Regions from separate parts of the Mus musculus genome. Here all the other regions are linked to region 3. A link is a contact called in public HiChIP or PLAC-seq data. All regions are on one chromosome and are shown on one strand. The core of a region is the stretch at or near the end of the contact, and the rest is flanking DNA. Distances in the headings are between cores, read along the strand shown. Region 1 holds the start of Fbf1 (Fas (TNFRSF6) binding factor 1). Region 2 holds the start of Trim65 (tripartite motif-containing 65). Region 3 overlaps Srp68 (signal recognition particle 68).

Region 1 (3,414 bases), core at 146-2,645, 87 kb before region 3:
ATAGAAAAAGCAGTCTGGAGGTGGTAGCACTTAGGAGGCAGAGGCAAGTGGATTTCTGGGTTTGAGGCCAGCCTGGTCTACAGAGTGACTGCTAGGACAGCCAGAGCTACACCGAAAAACCCTGACAAACAAATCAAAAGAGACAGAGATGAGTATTTGAGCTGGACTGGATCCCCAGTACCCATAGGGGCTTACAAACTGTCACTCCCATCGGGGACAGATGAATGGATCGATGTGTTTTTTGATTGCCCAGACATGCATGTGGTGCACAGACAGACACACAGACAAAACACCCATACGCATAAAATTAAAATTTTAAAAAGAAGAAAAAGTTAGGCAGTGCTTCATACCTGCAATCCCAGCACTTGGGAGGCTGAAGCAGGATTGCTGAGTTAGGGGCCAGCTTGAATGATATATATAGTGAATTCTTGGGCTAGGGTAAGCTCCTGCCGCAAGAAACAGATTGGGGGAGGGGTGGGAGGGAGAGAGAATACATGAGGATTCCTTATTCACTTATCGGCCTTTCCTTGGCTTGGAGAGTATTTTAAAAGTAGACCATATCCTTTACCCTGGAAGTGGTGACAAGTGGAGCCATTTGGAAAGAGAAACCACATCCGGACTCAAATCCCTTGCCAGGAAACTCTCTATAGGCTGCATCTAGCACAAAGCCTGACAGTGAGTTCACATATGATAAACATTTCATACAGGGAACAGAATTTCTCAGCATTTCCTACCTCCTCTTTGTCTCTTACACTTCACCCAAACCCACCTTCACGTGCCTAGGAAGAAAGGCAGCTGGGGCGCTCATCTGTCTTCTCGGTGTGCCTAGTCTCTTATTAAAATGCAAAGTGTATCTGGGGTTGTGGACACAGGGGAATGCTTGTGTTTCTCCTGTGCAATGGCAACTTTAGCGATCTACAAGTCCAAACGCGTTTTCGCTCATATCACATCAAAGAATTTCTGCTATCTCCTATGCATTCCGTCGCAGCTTCCCAGACAGGGCCGGGGGTACATTTTCTAGGGGCAGCTTGTAATGGCCAAAGTGTTCCAGAATATTGTCACGTCTTCACATATTCAACCAACTCCATGAAGGCATTTTAAAATCCGCGAGCCCGCCCCTCAGCCACAGCGGGTCCCGGAGTGTAGCGCCAGGCCAGGCATTGTGCCTCTCAATGTTCCATCCCCCGCGCGCCCATCCCGTCTGAATCCAGACACAGCCGAGCTTCTCCCTAGTCCCTAGGGGCCCTGTTAAGAGCTGTCCTTTCAGAAACAAGGCCACGGAAACCAAGCCCAACCAGATCCCAGGGTTCCGACTCCACTCAGTGCGCTCCGTTCGGCCAGGCCTACCACCTCTCCGCCGGCGACAGTCCCACCTCGCAGCCTCTGGCCTCAAATAGACGGTGGCGTGGAGGATTCTAGGAACTGTAGTCCGTCGCCCGTTCACTAGCGGGCCGAACCACAGGACTTGACCGGAAGGACTACATCTCCCAGCGTGCCCCGCAGCGGGGGCAAGGCGTCTGTTGGATGCTCCGCGAGTTGCTAGGAGCTGTCTCAACGTCACTCCCGTGAAGCGCGGGGAAAGCATCTCCCGACTAGGTGCAAGGGAGTTCCTCAAGTTCGGAGGGCTAATTGGTGACCATGATCTTCTTCTTGATCAATCATAAGGTCAAAGCTGCTCTGTCAGAAGACCCAAAACTATCAACAAAGGCACACAGTGGACATGCCACGCCCAGAATCATAGCGTTTGAAACCTAGGCTAGACCTAGATTGTCAATTTCCTAGGTCAAAACTGGCTGTTGAGACCAGCTACATAATAGTGTCTCGGAATTAACACAACACACTTTCTTAGGTGCAATCCAAAGAAGGAGTAAATAAATCTCTAGCCAGAGGCAAGGTGGTGCTCTGCCAACACAGATGCTCCAACTCTCTACAAATTTAATTTTAAAAAATTGTTTTATATGTGCTGATGTTTAGATCGAGTCCACCCTCCATTGTACTATTGTACCTGCTCCAAATCTTCCCATAGCTGTTTCCTCCCCAACTTCATGTGTTCTTATAGAAAAGAACTTAGTGCCTTGAACCCAAGACTACCAGCCCAGGGATGGCACCACTCACCATGGGCTAGGCCCTCCCCCATTGATCACTAATTGAGAAAATGCTTTACAGCTGGATCTCATGAAGGCAATTACTCATCTGATGCTTTTTCCTCTCTGATGACTCTAGGGTGTGTCAGGTTATACACAAAATCAGCTAATACACCTGTCTTACAAGGAAAGAGAGGAGAAGGAAGAAGGAAGAGGAGGAAGAAGAGAAGGAAGAGGAGGAGGAAGAGAAGAAGGAAGAAGAGGAGGAGAAGGAAGAGGAGGAGGAGGACAAGGAGGGGGAGGAGGAGGGAGAGGAGGGGGAGGAAGAAGAGGAGGAGGAAGAGGAGGGGGAGAAAGGAGGAGGAGGAGGGGAAGGAAGAGGAGGAGGAGGAGAGGGGAGGAAGAGGAGGAAGAGGAGGAAGGGGGAGGAAGAGGAGGAGGAGGAGGTGGAAGAGGAGGGGAGGGAGAATCTTGTATACAGTTTGTAGGAGGGAAATGGAACAGACTCAGGAGAAAGCAACCATACCACGGATGATGTCGGCCGGAAGCTAATCAAGCAGTGCTGCCTAAAAGGGACACAGGTTCTCTCAGGGACACCACATAAAAGGGACACAGGTTCTCTCAGGGACATAACATAAGAGGGACACAGGTTCTCTCAGGGATATCACATAAAAGGGACACAGGTTCTCTCAGGGACATCACATAAGAGGGACACAGGTTCTCTCAGGGACACCACATAAAAGGGACACAGGTTCTCTCAGGGACATCACATAAAAGGGACACAGGTTCTCTCAGGGACATCACATAAGAGGGACACAGGTTCTCTCAGGGACACCACAGACCAAGCACAGGAGTGTCTTGGGAATGATAACTCACACTCTTTTTTTTTTTTTTTTTTTTTTAAAGATTTATTTATTATTATATGTAAGTACACTGTAGCTGTCTTCAGACACTCCAGAAGAGGGAGTCAGATCTTGTTACGGATGGTTGTGAGCCACCATGTGGTTGCTGGGATTTGAACTCTGGACCTTTGGAAGAGCAGTCGGGTGCTCTTACCCACTGAGCCATCTCACCAGCCCCAACTCACACTCTTTAGGAAGAAAAAGTCAAATTCCCACAAACTGAATCCTCAATCCTTCAAGGCCCTGGCCCCAGCCTCAGACTAGACCTCAAGTCTGCCCCTGGGCAAGGACACAGAACTAGCAATCCTTTTTTCCTTTCATGGGGCCTCTGGGAAGCCTTCCTTACAGGTTAGATGATTAGTTAAGATAGAGCTCGAATGAGACCTCCAAACTGTAACAGGGCCCCAGACTTAATAGGCCCCAAAACT
Region 2 (2,981 bases), core at 448-2,947, 120 kb before region 3:
GACCTCACCCTGGCCCTGTCACCAGCACCAAAATGCCCCAAGCATGTATCCTTAACCCAGCTTTCCTTCCCTCGTTGGTTTCAGCCTGCCTGTGCTAGTCTTCCACAGCCACTCAGCTCCCTCCCTTCCCATCCCTGTCCCTGTCCCTGTCCCCGTCCAGTCACTCCTCCACTCCCTGTCCACGGCCTCTCGGTCCATGCACTACAGTCCTGGTCCTCTCGCTCCATCTCCTCCGTCTCATCCCTGGTAATCTCAGCCTCACTTCTTGGCTGTGATGGCCATGGGCAAGGACATAGGCCACCATGGTACCAATTCCGTGGTCACTTTTGCCTTTAACTAAAACCTCTCAGCAGCCTGGGGCACCTGGAGAACTCTCCCTCCTGTAACTGCTTGTGCCCTGGCCGCCATCTCTACAGCTTTGTCAGGATGTAATCCCCTGCCCAACAAATTTCCACTCCTTCTAGGGATACCATAGCGACTTCTTTCACTTCACTGTCCGCATCTCTTCCCAGCTCTCAGTAGATGTCTGTGCCCCCACCCCTGTCTGTGTACCCCACACACTGCATATCCCAAACCAGCTACTCTCTACCCAACCTCAGCACACAGCAGCCCGGTCTCCCGAAGAAACCCTTGTCCTGCGTCTTACTCTCTCCACTGGGCACCGGGCTCCCACTCACTTCTCATTTCTTTTGTTTTGCAGCTGAGACCTCCTTCCTCTTACCCCTCATCTCTTACCCCCTCCACACCCCAGCTGGGGCTCAGACTCCAGAAAGCAGAAATCTGATGACATCATCACCCTGTCTCAGCTTGGAAAGGCACTGCACATCCCTAGAGGAAGAGTCACGACCACCATGCAGACTGGCCCTGCTGACTCTACATTCACGTTTTGCTGAGACTCTATCTGACCCTTGAGTAGATCCTTCAGTCTCTGAAGGGCAGAAATCACACTTACTGAATGCTGGCCACCTTAGCGAATGGGGCTGCCAGCCCTGACCTAACACTCTGGCTCTACTTTATTCAGAGGACCTGGGGAGAGCTGCGTGCAGCAGTCAGGTGCACGTGCCCTCTGGGTTCATATGGGAACCCGCAGATCCTGCTGCAGCCCCTGGCCCTGGCCACAAGCAGTTTCGGCCCTCGGAGAGGCCCTTCCCGCACCTCGCGCACGCGGCGCTCCACGTCCAGCAGCGCCCGCTCGTGGTGGCTGCAGTCGTGCACCGTGCACGCGCTGCACACGCAGAGGCCCTCCGTGCGACAGAAGAACTCGAGCGGCCTCCCGTGGCGCAGGCAGCGAGCGCTGTGGCTTGTGGCGGAGTCCCGGCGCGGAGTCACGGCGGGCGGCGCCGGCAGAACGGGCAGCGCCTGCAGCAAGGTGCTCATCTTCACGTTGCGGGACAGCTTGGCGCCCTCGGGGAAGGGCTGGCGACATTCCGGACACGACTTTTCGCAGGAACGCCATGAATCCTGGATGCAGTTCCCGCAGAAGCTGTGCCCGCAGGGCAGCGTCACCGGGTCCCGGTAGCGACCTAAGCAGATGGAGCAAGTCACCACGTCCTCCTCCAGCAACTGAGCGGCCATGGCGGAAGCGAGGCCCAGTGCTCAGATCTCTTAAAGGGGCCGAGGCTACCAGTGCGAGCACTACGTTGGGGAAGACAGTCCAGGAAGTCGCGGCAGTGCGCAGCCTGGTGCACTAGAACGTTCCTTGGCAGGGATCCAAGTCACCCTTGCTTGCCCGCCTTCTGACGCACTGGGAGCTGGGGCGCGGCTCCCTCCGGTCCACCCTGACTATTTGTGTTCCTTCCCTAGACTCTTTTTTGGGGGGGAGGAGTGGGTGGGAGGGTTTCGAGACAGGGTTTCTCTGTGTAGCCCTGGCTGTCCTGGAACTCACTTTGTAGACCAGGCTGGCCTCGAACTCAGAAATCCGTCTGTCTCTGCCTCCTGAGTGCTGGGATTAAAGGCCCAGGGCATGGTGTCTGTTCACAGCAGTAAAACCCTAAGACAGGCTACTGTCATCTCCTCTACAGCTGAGCAGAGCAGATGGGAGTTCCAGGGTCCCCAAAGGCAGTATGAATCAGAGATCACTCCTAATGGAGTAGGCAGAACTGATTTGTTTCTAGGCCTCTAGCCTCACAGTGGGGGCTCCAGGCCTTGGTGGGGGCTGAAATATGCTAAGGTAACAAGCAATCTGTTGCTAGGTCTGACAGGGGCAGGACTTTCTCCTCGAGGAGGTTCTGATCCCGGGGCTGTCTTTCACAAAGATCACAGGCTGGGCAAAGGTTCACTTTTCATGTGTACCCCCAGCTACCGGGCTGCTGGGCACCTTCTGCTCACCCACAGAGCACTAAAGCTTCACTAAAAGGGTCTGGGTGCCCGAAAGTGAAGACATATTGGCATCAGGAAAAAAGTATTTTATTCACATAGAATCGAGGCACATCCACAAGCCCCTGGGTGTCCTGGGAGAGGCCAGCATGGGACTGTCTCAGTTGGCTTCAGATGGCTCTCTCCGGAGGTGTGACCTTCCAGCTGCTGCGACAGTTCCCCCTCGGAGATGAATGTACTGAGTCTCTCAGTAGATTCCATAGGTGGGCTCATGACTGTCCCTGTATCGGTCCAGATAGCGTAGGGGCTGCTCGTGGGGGAAGCGCTTCTGTTTGGGGTGGTAAGGGGGTGGCCGTACAAATTCAAACACAGGTTCCCGCATGTCTGCAAGAAAAGTAAGGGGAGAGTGGTGGACTTCTGCTGACCTGGGCCTCCTTCCTTGCCTGTGAGGCTGGAGTTCTGCCAGGGACTTTTTTGGGTTTTTCGAGACAGGGTTTCTCTGTGTATCCCTGGCTGTCCTGGAACTCAGAAATCCGCCTGCCTCTGCCTCCCGAGTGCTGGGATTAAAGGCATGCGCCACCACCGCCCGGCTCACCCTGGCTTTCAAAGGCCATCTCCTGGCATGGCAGGAAAGGTCTTTATCCCCAGGCCTGCCTGACCACTAA
Region 3 (3,090 bases), core at 67-2,566:
CTCTGAGACCATAGCCTCCCTGCTGTAGACCCAAATTCTACCATCCCTGTATGCCTGGTGTGACCAGTACCCTAAGCCACCCACATCCTTGACCTCCAGCATCCATGGAGATGTTACTGCATGTGGTAGAAGAGACTCTGGGTGGGAATATTTAAGTGTTTTTCAATTACTAAACTGCAGTCCTCCTGCCTCTGTCTACAGAATGTTACAACTACAGGTGTGCACCACCTCACCTTTAGAGCCATCTCAGTCTACGTTAAAATGCTACTTAAGAACAGGTAGAAACTAGTCATGGCTTCAGCTTCTGTAAACCCAGCTCTCAGGAGCTGGAGAGATGGCTCAGCGGGTAAGAGCACTGACTGCTCTTCCGAAGGTCCCGAGTTCAAATCCCAGCAACCACATGGTGGCTCACAGCCATCTGTAATGAGATCTGACATCCTCTTCTGGTGTGTCTGAAGACAGCTACAGTGTACTTACATATAATAAATAAATAAATCTTTAAAAAAAAAAATCCCAGCCCTCCACAGGCTGAGGTAGTGGGATCATCTGTAGGGGACACACACGAGGGAGGGAGACTCTAGGGTGTGGTATAAAGTGGGAAGGACCTCAGTAAGGCACCATTAGGAAAGGCGGTGCCCCTGGAGACAAGGGGCTGAGACCACTGGATGACTCAAGAATGGCCAGAGAATGAAGTATGAAGTGTGAACCGGAGCCCAGAGGCCTCTACTGCTTACAAGCTGATCACATCTACAAATGGCCCAAGGCCCAGTGATGACCCCTGGGAGCACCCCGAGGACAGCTCAGACTGGGGGAGGACAGGAGATGGGCTGACCTGATCGGGCTTGAGCTCTTCCCTCACGGCTTGGAGGGCGTCTCGGCACTCACTCAGCATGGACTCGAACAGACGCTCCTTCGTTTCTTCACTTTCAGCCTACACAGTGGCAAAATGGAGCAAGAGACTGTTTTGAGCAGATTGGAGGAGGCACGGCATCGCATGGCTCAGAGGTGCCGTATGCAAACCTTTACAATCTGAGCCAACCTGCAGTTTCTGGTTTCTTTCAGATTCGAGCAAAAGACAGAAATTTCTAATCAATATCCAACCAAGAAGATATTTCTCCTAAATATAAGACTAAATTGTCTTCTCTAGACATTCTGGGTCCATTGTTGTACATGGCCAACTCTTTGAGAACAACTTCTGGGCAGAAATGGTTGACAAGAAAGAGGCGACAGTATTCGCCCAGTACTAGGTGTCACCCTCACTACACTGCTCGATAAACCACAAAGTGACTCATTAACTGAATGCCTGCCACACCATGTTTCCAACCGAAAGAACCTGACTGAGCAGGGAAGCCACAAAAGGCAGGAAGCAGATGGCCCTGTGCCACCGGCGAGCAGACCCACTGAAGTGAAAGCGTTAGCATTCCACGGTCATGTTTGACTTTCCACAGAACTAACAGGCAGCCTGAAAAACACCAGCCTTCAACTGGCCTCTCAGGACCACAGAAGCCCGCCCAGAACACCCTCCACTCCTGTGAGAGGAGAAGGAGCCCAGATAAAAATTTCTGAAGATCTCTTGTGTTTTCCCTACATTCTAGTGTAAGGAAATAACTGTAAATTGCCCCATACATACCACACAGACGCTGCCACTTACGGGCCACCTGACTTTCCTGTCCCTTACTAACTTGGGAAACAAATCAGGACCATGGCCTCCGGTACCCTGAAGGCAAACACCACCCCATCAGCTAGCTCACTTCCCACCAGAGCAGTGCCTGCTGTCCAACAGACGTCAGGATGGACAGCTGCTCTAGCCGAGGTCGGCCATGCAGCGGGCATCAGTGTGGACTGCTGGGACCATGGTACATTACATAGAACAAACACAGCAAGGTGCTGTCCTGTCTGCTGTGACTCCAGAGAAGACTCCCTTTCCTCACCGAATCAGACTCTGAGGTTCCAGTGGAACTGTGAAAACCGAGTAAGACAGGTAAACCCCTGTGGAGCCACCGCAGAAAGGGTCAGCCCTAGAACCCACAAATCCGCAGCAGCACTGCTTCAGGTGGGCGGGGCTGAGCTGTCTGGCCGTGGGCAGTAAATGAGGATCTGTCTTCCCTCCTATCGGTAGGAAAAGTTCACATTTAAAATCAGAGGATGCACTCTTGGCTTCTTGCTCTCTGTTTTCTTCCTCCTGCTCCCCCCTCCATTCCTCTCCTCCTCCATCCCCCTCCACTGCTCACAGCTGGCCTCTACTCCTCTACTCTCTCTCTGCCTTTCTGTCTCTACTACCCCCTCAACTCCCCTCACAGTGCCCTGAATAAACTCTATTCTCTACTATTAAAAAAAAAAAAAAAAAAAAAAAATCAAAGGATGCCAGAACGCTAAGCCTCGTCACTGCCTCTGCGGTCGCCTCGGCACCAGAGCGCTGAAGACAAACTTCCGATGCTCCCCCACATTCTATGTCTCAGTAAGGATTTATGAAGATATTCCACAACAACCAAGGAAAAGGTTATGTCTGACGGGAAGGACTTAGTGGGATGTTTTCCACGTGCCACCCACAATGCTGAGTGACTCAGAGACCACCAGTATCTGAGAACTTGCCACGGATCTTCCTGCCTAGGGCAAAATGTCTCCAAACAGGAAGTCTTCATATATTTACGGCTCTCATTTACTCTAGAACCTATACTTGATGCCAAGGTGACTCCCACAGGGAGACACGCCTTTCAACATGCAGGGGCAGGACTGCACTCCACATCCCAGCCTGCCACATCTGCTACCGAGCCAGTACTCAATGGCACACTCCCTGCATAGAAACATGTGGCCCACTGGACCCTGTTCCCGGTGTGCCAATGGCAGTGTCTAGAGCTTGGAAATGATGACCTGCCTGCTCATCTCAATCAATCAACGGAACTCCTCTGGGCCAGCCAGTGCAGGGACACGGCACCACAGTGTCTCCCCCTATTATAGACACTGCTGGGTTGTTTTCACTGGCTGACAGGAATCTTGGGGAGATGGTGGTGTGTGACTAAGAGACACACAGGCAAGCCTGGCCACATTCTCTCTCCACCACACCCACAGGAGAATCATGGGGATAGGAAC

The links. HiChIP or PLAC-seq counts read pairs in DNA pulled down with a chosen protein or histone mark.
Region 1: an HNF4G HiChIP or PLAC-seq map of pancreatic cancer cells shows a contact between it and region 3. The contact joins the promoter of Fbf1 here to the enhancer-like site in region 3. A contact is called at or near these places in 2 of 39 promoter capture datasets (3T3-L1-derived adipocytes and embryonic stem cells), 4 of 484 Hi-C or Micro-C datasets (female germline stem cell-derived STRA8 germ cells, germline stem cells, granulocyte-monocyte progenitors and 1 more), 2 of 115 datasets of contacts at active chromatin or transcription factors (embryonic stem cells and pancreatic cancer cells) and 3 of 9 other capture datasets (adipose tissue, liver and pancreatic islet).
Region 2: a contact with region 3 is called in an HNF4G HiChIP or PLAC-seq map of pancreatic cancer cells. The contact joins the promoter of Trim65 here to the enhancer-like site in region 3. A contact is called at or near these places in 7 of 39 promoter capture datasets (the C10 cell line, the SN4741 cell line, cranial neural crest and 2 more), 1 of 484 Hi-C or Micro-C datasets (bone marrow-derived macrophages), 6 of 115 datasets of contacts at active chromatin or transcription factors (CD8 T cells, the SCID.adh cell line, embryonic forebrain and 3 more) and 2 of 9 other capture datasets (adipose tissue and pancreatic islet).

Annotation. Positions count from the first base shown.
Region 1 is chr11:116,166,783-116,170,196 of GRCm38.p6, forward strand. Fbf1 (Fas (TNFRSF6) binding factor 1) reads right to left here and starts at 1,396. Exons shown (of 31, transcript NM_172571.3): 1 at 770-1,396; 2 at 351-446.
Region 2 is chr11:116,129,431-116,132,411 of GRCm38.p6, forward strand. It overlaps Trim65 (tripartite motif-containing 65), which reads right to left and starts at 1,698. Exons shown (of 6, transcript NM_178802.4): 1 at 1,156-1,698. The coding sequence starts at 1,575. Mrpl38 (mitochondrial ribosomal protein L38) reads right to left here. Exons shown (of 9, transcript NM_024177.3): 9 at 2,387-2,700. The coding sequence ends at 2,564.
Region 3 is chr11:116,253,470-116,256,559 of GRCm38.p6, forward strand. Srp68 (signal recognition particle 68) reads right to left here. Exons shown (of 16, transcript NM_146032.3): 9 at 833-931. Among named protein-coding and RNA genes, the nearest start is that of Evpl, 17 kb to the left of the region's middle. Within about 2 kb of position 1,317, at least 134 of the 459 cell types and tissues checked have an H3K27ac peak or open chromatin away from gene starts, as enhancers often do. A contact at or near this core is called in CD8 T cells, the SCID.adh cell line, the SN4741 cell line and 4 more, where this site is marked.